Linked DNA regions of Sus scrofa: region 1 is linked to region 2. Evidence: chromatin contacts called from public Hi-C data. All regions are on one chromosome and are shown on one strand. Each heading gives the region's core, a stretch centred on a gene start, on an enhancer-like site or on the middle of the called end of the contact. The rest is flanking DNA. Distances are from core to core; before and after follow the strand shown.

The links. Hi-C and Micro-C count contacts between places; a contact is called where the count stands out from the background.
Region 1: a contact with region 2 is called in a Hi-C map of omental adipose tissue, with 2.3 times the contacts expected there. The contact joins two enhancer-like sites. A contact is called at or near these places in 1 of 5 promoter capture datasets (liver), 17 of 47 Hi-C or Micro-C datasets (adipose tissue, alveolar macrophages, embryonic fibroblasts and 11 more) and 1 of 2 datasets of contacts at active chromatin or transcription factors (skeletal muscle).

What each region holds. Positions count from the first base shown.
Region 1 is chr9:6,965,895-6,969,171 of Sscrofa11.1, reverse strand. The region is part of intron 3 of CLPB (caseinolytic peptidase B protein homolog); the gene reads left to right. Among named protein-coding and RNA genes, the nearest start is that of CLPB, 120 kb to the left of the region's middle. Within about 2 kb of position 1,826, at least 7 of the 83 cell types and tissues checked have an H3K27ac peak or open chromatin away from gene starts, as enhancers often do. A contact at or near this core is called in omental adipose tissue, where this site is marked.
Region 2 is chr9:6,768,240-6,771,334 of Sscrofa11.1, reverse strand. No RefSeq gene overlaps it. Among named protein-coding and RNA genes, the nearest start is that of FOLR2, 16 kb to the left of the region's middle. Within about 2 kb of position 1,619, at least 13 of the 83 cell types and tissues checked have an H3K27ac peak or open chromatin away from gene starts, as enhancers often do. A contact at or near this core is called in omental adipose tissue, where this site is marked.

The sequences.
Region 1 (3,277 bases), core at 577-3,076, 200 kb before region 2:
GCTCTCTTCACCTGTAAACACGTAAATGTGCTTGTGGCTTCCAGGAGGTTGAAGCAAAAGCTTTATCCTAGACCAGAGGTCAAGGCCTAGCTGGCATCACTCTTGAATGTTGATGCTTGTTGTGTTTTTCAAATGGTAGGGTGTAACGACACAGGCTTTTGAATCCTGGGGTGTTGGAAGGCAGCATGATCTTGTAGAAGAAGGAGTACAGGATTTTTAGAGTGAGAAGACCTGGGTTCCACTCCTGTCACAGTCACTGTGTCTCTGACTCTTAACAGGTCACAGGCCCGCCCTTTTTGAGCCTTCATTCCAAATCTCGTCAGTGGGGTCCCACTGAGAACTTTGAGATAGGAGCATGGAGCTCTTCTCAGTGTCAAGCCCTGCAGAGACAGTGGTCCTTGGGGGGCCCGGGTCACACACTGACCCTCCAGGCCGCGCTCCAGTGGGCCTTCCCCGGGCAGTGCTTCTGCGGGGTGGCCCGGGGTCCGGCGTCTTTGCTGAGGTGCTGACATGCTTGCTTGTTCCCGAGTGATGGAAGGCAGCCGGGAAGACTGGTTGGCAGCTTCTTCTGAACGTCACGGGTAGGAGACAGCCAGCCAGCTGTGGAGAACCTCAGCAGCGGCAGGCAGTTGGCCAGCGCAGGAGCAGAGGACAGCCAGGGCCTACTGGGCCGGCTTGGGAGGAGGGTGCCCGTGAGGGGGCGCCAGCCCTGGGACTGGGCCTCTGGAGTGCTGGCCCCACTGCCGGTTGGCTGTGCGGCCGTGGGTGGGCAGTCTCTTCACTTCTTCAGTGATGTGGACTCTAAGAGACTTGCCAGACCGCCTTCCCCGGATCTCGAGCCTTCCAGGCAGGGGGTCTCTCATCATCTGCGCGGTTTCTCCTCCTTTGGGTCGTCCTTGCCTCATCTTCCAGGAAGCCTTCCCTGACGCTCCAGGCCCGGGCAGGCTCCCCTAGTACCTCGTGCTCCCTCTGTCACCCTCTTGGGCATGGATCGTCCAGTTTCTTGTCTCTCTCTCTCAGGACTGAGAGTGTCGGAGGTGGCAGACCAGTGCCGTATCGTGCATGCAAATAGTTAAACACTTCGTGAACATTGTAAGAGTGTTCTGTCGGTGGTAAGCGTTAGCTTGTCATTTGCAGTCATAAGGAACCTGTGAGTGGGGGACCCGACCTCCCCTAGAAAAGACATGAAAATGGCCCGCTCCCTCAGCCCTCTGGTCCTTGAGCCGCGGGGCTGCCGTGTGCCAGCGCTGCCCGAGGCCCTGCTGGGTCCGTGGGGAGCCGGACGCACACCTCTCCTCCTGAAGTCGGCCGTTCACCGTGCAGATGGGAGGTTGCAGTGTGATGGGCACTGCGGAGGCCTGGCGCCGAGAATCCTGAGCGCCTGCGAGAGCTGTCCTGCCCTCAGTGAAGCTTCCCGGAAGCCCGAGTCCGGGAGGGAGAGGAGGCGTCCGCCCGGGTGGAGGGCGGAGGCGCTTTCCTCCCGCGGCAGGAGGACAGCAGCAAGTGCCAAGGACCGAAAAGGCCGATGAGACGGCAGCTCGGGGGTGCCGGGTGCCTGGGGAGCAAGCAGGTGCTTCAGGGCTTGGAGCCCGGAGGGGGGCTGCGGCCAGGAGCTCTGTCCCCTGCCAGCCTCGGTGGCCGCTGAGGCGGGGTGGGGCGAGGGTGGTTGTGAGGGGGTTGATGTGCTCAGCGGCCCTGCTGATGCCAAGGAACCTTAGGAGCCAGCTCGCCAGCTCCAGCATCTTCTGGGCCCCGACCCGGTCCCAGGCAGTGAGGCTACAAAGCTGCAGTCCCCAGGGCTGCCTGGCAGAGCCAGCTTCCAGCTCTGTGTGCACGTCGCCCTCGCTGTGCCCACATGCTGCTTCTCAAAAGTCCTAGCTCAGTCATGGCCATGGCACACATCCTTTCAGCATGGCAGGGAACCAGCTGGATTTTTCCCAAAGAATTTGCCTGGAATCTGAGGAACAGAGAGAAATGCAGGAACATTAAAAACAGCCAAGCTGCCGTGTTCCTGGGCTTAGCATACTCATTGAGTGTTTTGCCAGTTTCTCCTCCGTCGCGGTCCTGAATGAGGAGCCTTCTCAGAACATCTCACGTCTGAACTTGCGGCCCTTCTCCATCCTGTCCCGTTCCCTTGCCTCCCTTCCGGGCAGGGGTCCCAGGCCCAGAGGCCTCTCCTTGTGCCTCTGTCAGTGGGTCTGCCCGAGAGGCAGGAGTCCTGGGGCTGGAGACCTGAGGAATCTGAGGAGCTGGACTAGATTCCCAGCTGTGAGTCTGGGAAACAAGGCTTGGATCCGTTCGTTAGCCCTGTGACCTGGGACGCAGCCTCGCCTCTGGGCCGAGATTCTTCATCTGCCAGTGGGTGGGGAGTGACCGTGAGCAATAAATGCGGACCCCGAGAGCGCTGGGCCCAGCTCGAGCAGAGCAGATGCTCAGGGCATCAGGGGAGGTGGGGCTCCTGTTTTTGGCTTCACCCTCAGCAGGTGGAAGTTCCCAGGCCAGGGATTGAACCCGTGCTGCGGCAGCGATGACAATGCTGGATCCTTAACCGGCTGTGGAGCTGTGGAGCCCAGTAGGTGTTGGTTTTGAGTATTAATTACACCAGGTTTTTTGCTCTTGAGTTAGCAAAATTAGGGTGATAGAATTCTCTGCATATTCAGTTTTTAACATCTATGTTTTCCTTTTTTTTTTTTTTTTTTTTTTTTGCTTTTTAGTGCTGCACTCAAAGCATATGGAAGCTCCCAGGCTAGGGGTCGAATCAGAGTTTCAGCTGCTGGCCTACACCACAAGCACAGCAACGCCAGATCCAAGCCTCGCCTGCAACCTGCACCACAGCTCACGGCAACCCCAGATCTCTGACCCACTGAGCGAGGCCCGGGATCAGACCCATTCCTCATGGATACGAGTCGGATTCGTTTCCACTGTGCCCCAACGGGAACTCCCTACCTGCTATGTTCTTCTAAAGTTCCTGGTGGTGAGACCCCAAAGAGACCCCCACACTAATGAACACAAGCTAAATAGAAATATTAAGGGGGAGCAAAAAAAAATCTCTCCAGCCCGTCATGCTTGCTTTTACTACTTTTTTTTAAGAACCCACGTATCTTTAGTTTCATTGAACTTTTATAGCATATTACTTCACTAACATAACTTTTAATATATTTTACATATACCGTGTATTTGTGTATTATAAAAACCATCAAATAATGTTTTAATAACTTGTTGAACATTTCTATCGGTGGCCAGTGTTTGTTGAATGCCTTTTTTTTTGAGATAGGCA
Region 2 (3,095 bases), core at 370-2,869:
CAGGTTGTTGGTTTTCTTATTTAGTTTTGAGTTCTTTGGATGTTGTGGATGACAGTCCTTTGTCAGATAAACCTTTTGCAAATATGTTCTCCCAGTTTGTGGCTTGTCCTTTCACTCCCTTAATAATGTCTTTAACAGAGCAAAAAGTTCAATTTCCATTCAGTCTAGCTTATCGGTCCTTTCTTTTACGGCTCATGCCTTCGGTTTAGTGTCTTAGAAATCATCACCTAACCCAAGATCCACCTATATTTTCTCCCATTATCTTCTAGGAGATTTATAGCTTTGTATCTGTGCTCCCTGTAGGTCTGTGAACCATTTTAGGCTTTTTTTGGGGGGAAGGAGAGCCCGCACCTACGGCATGTGGAGGTTCCCAGGCTAGGGGTCTAAACAGAGCTGTAGCCGCCGGCCTACACCACGACCACAGCAACACCGGATCCGAGCTGTGTCTGCAACCTACACAACAGCTCACAGCAACACTGGATCCTTAACCCACTGAGCAAGGCCAGGGATCGAACCCGCAACCTCATGGTTCCTAGTCGGATTCGTTTCCACTGTGCCACAACGGGAACTCCCTGTGAACCATTTTAAATTATATTTTATGAGGGCATAAGGTCTGTGTCTACATTAATCTTTTTTTGCGTGTGGGTGCTCACTCGTTGCAGCACCATTTGCTCAGAAGACTTGTCTTTGCTAAATTTTATTGCCTTTGCTCTTTGGTCAAAGGTCAGTTGAGCATATTTATGTGGTTATATTGGAGGGCTTTCTGATCTGTTCTGATTCGTCTCTCCTTCTGTCAATACCGCAGTGTCCTGGTTACCGTAGCGTTATAGTAGGTCTGGAAGTCAGTCATGTGGTGTCTGTATTCCAGCTGTGTTCTTCTCCTTCGATACTGTCTGGGCCGTCCAGGCTCTTTTGCTTCTCCACGTAAACTTTACGATCGATTTGTTAGTATCTCAAAACTAATTTGCTGGGATTGGGATTGAGACTGCTTTGGATCTTTAGGTCAGGTTGGGAACAACTGACATCTTTTTTTTTTTTTTTTTTTTTTTTTTTTGCTATTTCTTTGGGCCGCTCCTGCGGCACATGGAGGTTCCCAGGCTAGGGGTCGAATCAGAGCTGTAGTCTCCGGCCTATGCCAGAGCCACAGCAACACAGGATCCGAGCCGCGTCTGCAACCTACACCACAGCTCACGGCAACGCCGGATCGTTAACCCACTGAGCGAGGGCAGGGACGGAACCCACAACCTCTTGGTTCCTAGTCGGATTTCGTTTCCACTGTGCCACAATGGGAAGGCTCAGATATTTTAAATAATATAATGTGACAACTCCAGAAATCAACTTCTTGCTATTTATTTGTTTATTGACTTTTGCTATTTATTTGTTTATTGATTTTCATGGACTGTTTCTACAAAGTGTGTTTCCTTTGGCCCATGTAGTCACTGAAGTTTCTTCTTGGTTCACTTAGTGGTCAGCTAATGACTGGACAGAGGTTTCCTTCAGTTTAGCCTTGAAGCAGTAAGACTCCTACTCTTTGCTAAGGCCTCTGTATGTTGGTGCAGCAAGCCTTCAAATACTCTGGCAGTTTTTTCTGCTTTATTCTTCACTTCCTGCTTAAACAGGGCCTCAAGGTCACCAGAGCTGAGAGGCTGGGGCCTTTTCAAGTATTTCCTGGACATACTCATAGTTCTGCAAATGCACATGAATTTCAAGATCCCCATTGTCGGAGTTCCCGTCGTGGTGCAGCAGAAACAAATCCAACTAGGAACCATGAGCTCGTGGGTTCGATCCGCGGCCTCGCTCAGTGGGTTAAGGATCTGGCGTTGCTGTGAGCTGTGGCGTAGGTCGCAGACTTGTTTCGGATCTGACGTTGCTGTGGTGTAGGCCAGCAGCTGTAGCTCCCATTTGACCCCTAGCCTGGGAAGATCCCCAGTTATGGAGTTCCCGCTGTGGCACAGTGGGATCAGCGGCATCTCTGCAGCAGCAGGACAGAGGGTCAATCCCTATTCAGCCCGGCACAGTGGCTTAAAGGATCCAACGTTGCCACAACCATGGCTCAGATCTGATCCCTGGCCCGGGACCTCCATGTGCCCTAGGGTGACCAAAAAAGAAAAAGGAACAAAAAAAAAGATTCTCAGGTGTGTGTCAGAATTTTTCAAAGCTCCGTATTGGCATCTCATTCCCCGCTGTTCCTCTTAAGGTTTGCATCCAGCCTTTGTTTGCCGCTGTTGGGTTCCTGCCTTAGGAGGCTGGCACGGCAGATAACTAGCTGCCAGTTGTTTCAACTCCTACAGATGGGGTGTCTCACTGTGGGGGCTCAGAGGCAGACAAGCCCTGTGAATGGAGCTCTGAACAGGAGCTTCCAGATAAGTCAAGCCGTGACCCTTCCCTAGAGGGAGGGCTTTTTGGAGAGTTTCACACCCTCTGTGCCCCCTCTAGTGGCTGCTGGGCCTCTGGTTTTCGTGACACTGCTGAATTTGGGGACTTCGGTGGCGTTGGGAGAGGACGGAAAAAAGCAAGTCAAAATGCCTCGAAGCTCGCTGAACTGTGAGATTCAGCCGTTTTTCTTGCATAAATTCTTCTTCGAGTTTTTAAAGCTTGGTTAATTTCTGGAGTTTGTGGAAAAGTTGATTTTGACAAGTGTTGCCAGTGCTTCTGCTTTTGTGGAGGAGGGGATTTTCAGACGTCCTCATTCTGTCATTTTAGAGGCACTCCTTCAGGTTACTGCTATTTTAAGAATTATAAAGTTTTAAATAACCTCGTTCACTTGTAAGTAAAACAGCCTTTGGGTATACAGTCTACTGGGGTTATTTTTAAATTTACTTAATGTTTGGGAGTTCCCATTGTGGCGCAGTGGAATCGAATCCAACTAGGAGCCATGAGGTTGTGGGTTCGATCCCTGGCCTCACTTGGTGGATTAAGGATCCAGCATTGCTGTGAGCTGTGGTGGCAGACACAGCTCGGATCCTGTGTTGCTGTGGCTGTGGTGTAGGCCGGCAGCTACAGCTCCGATTGACCCTTAGCTTGGGAACCTCCATGTGCCGCGGGTGCAGCCCTAAAAAAGGACAAAAGACAAATAATAATAATTTGCTTAATGT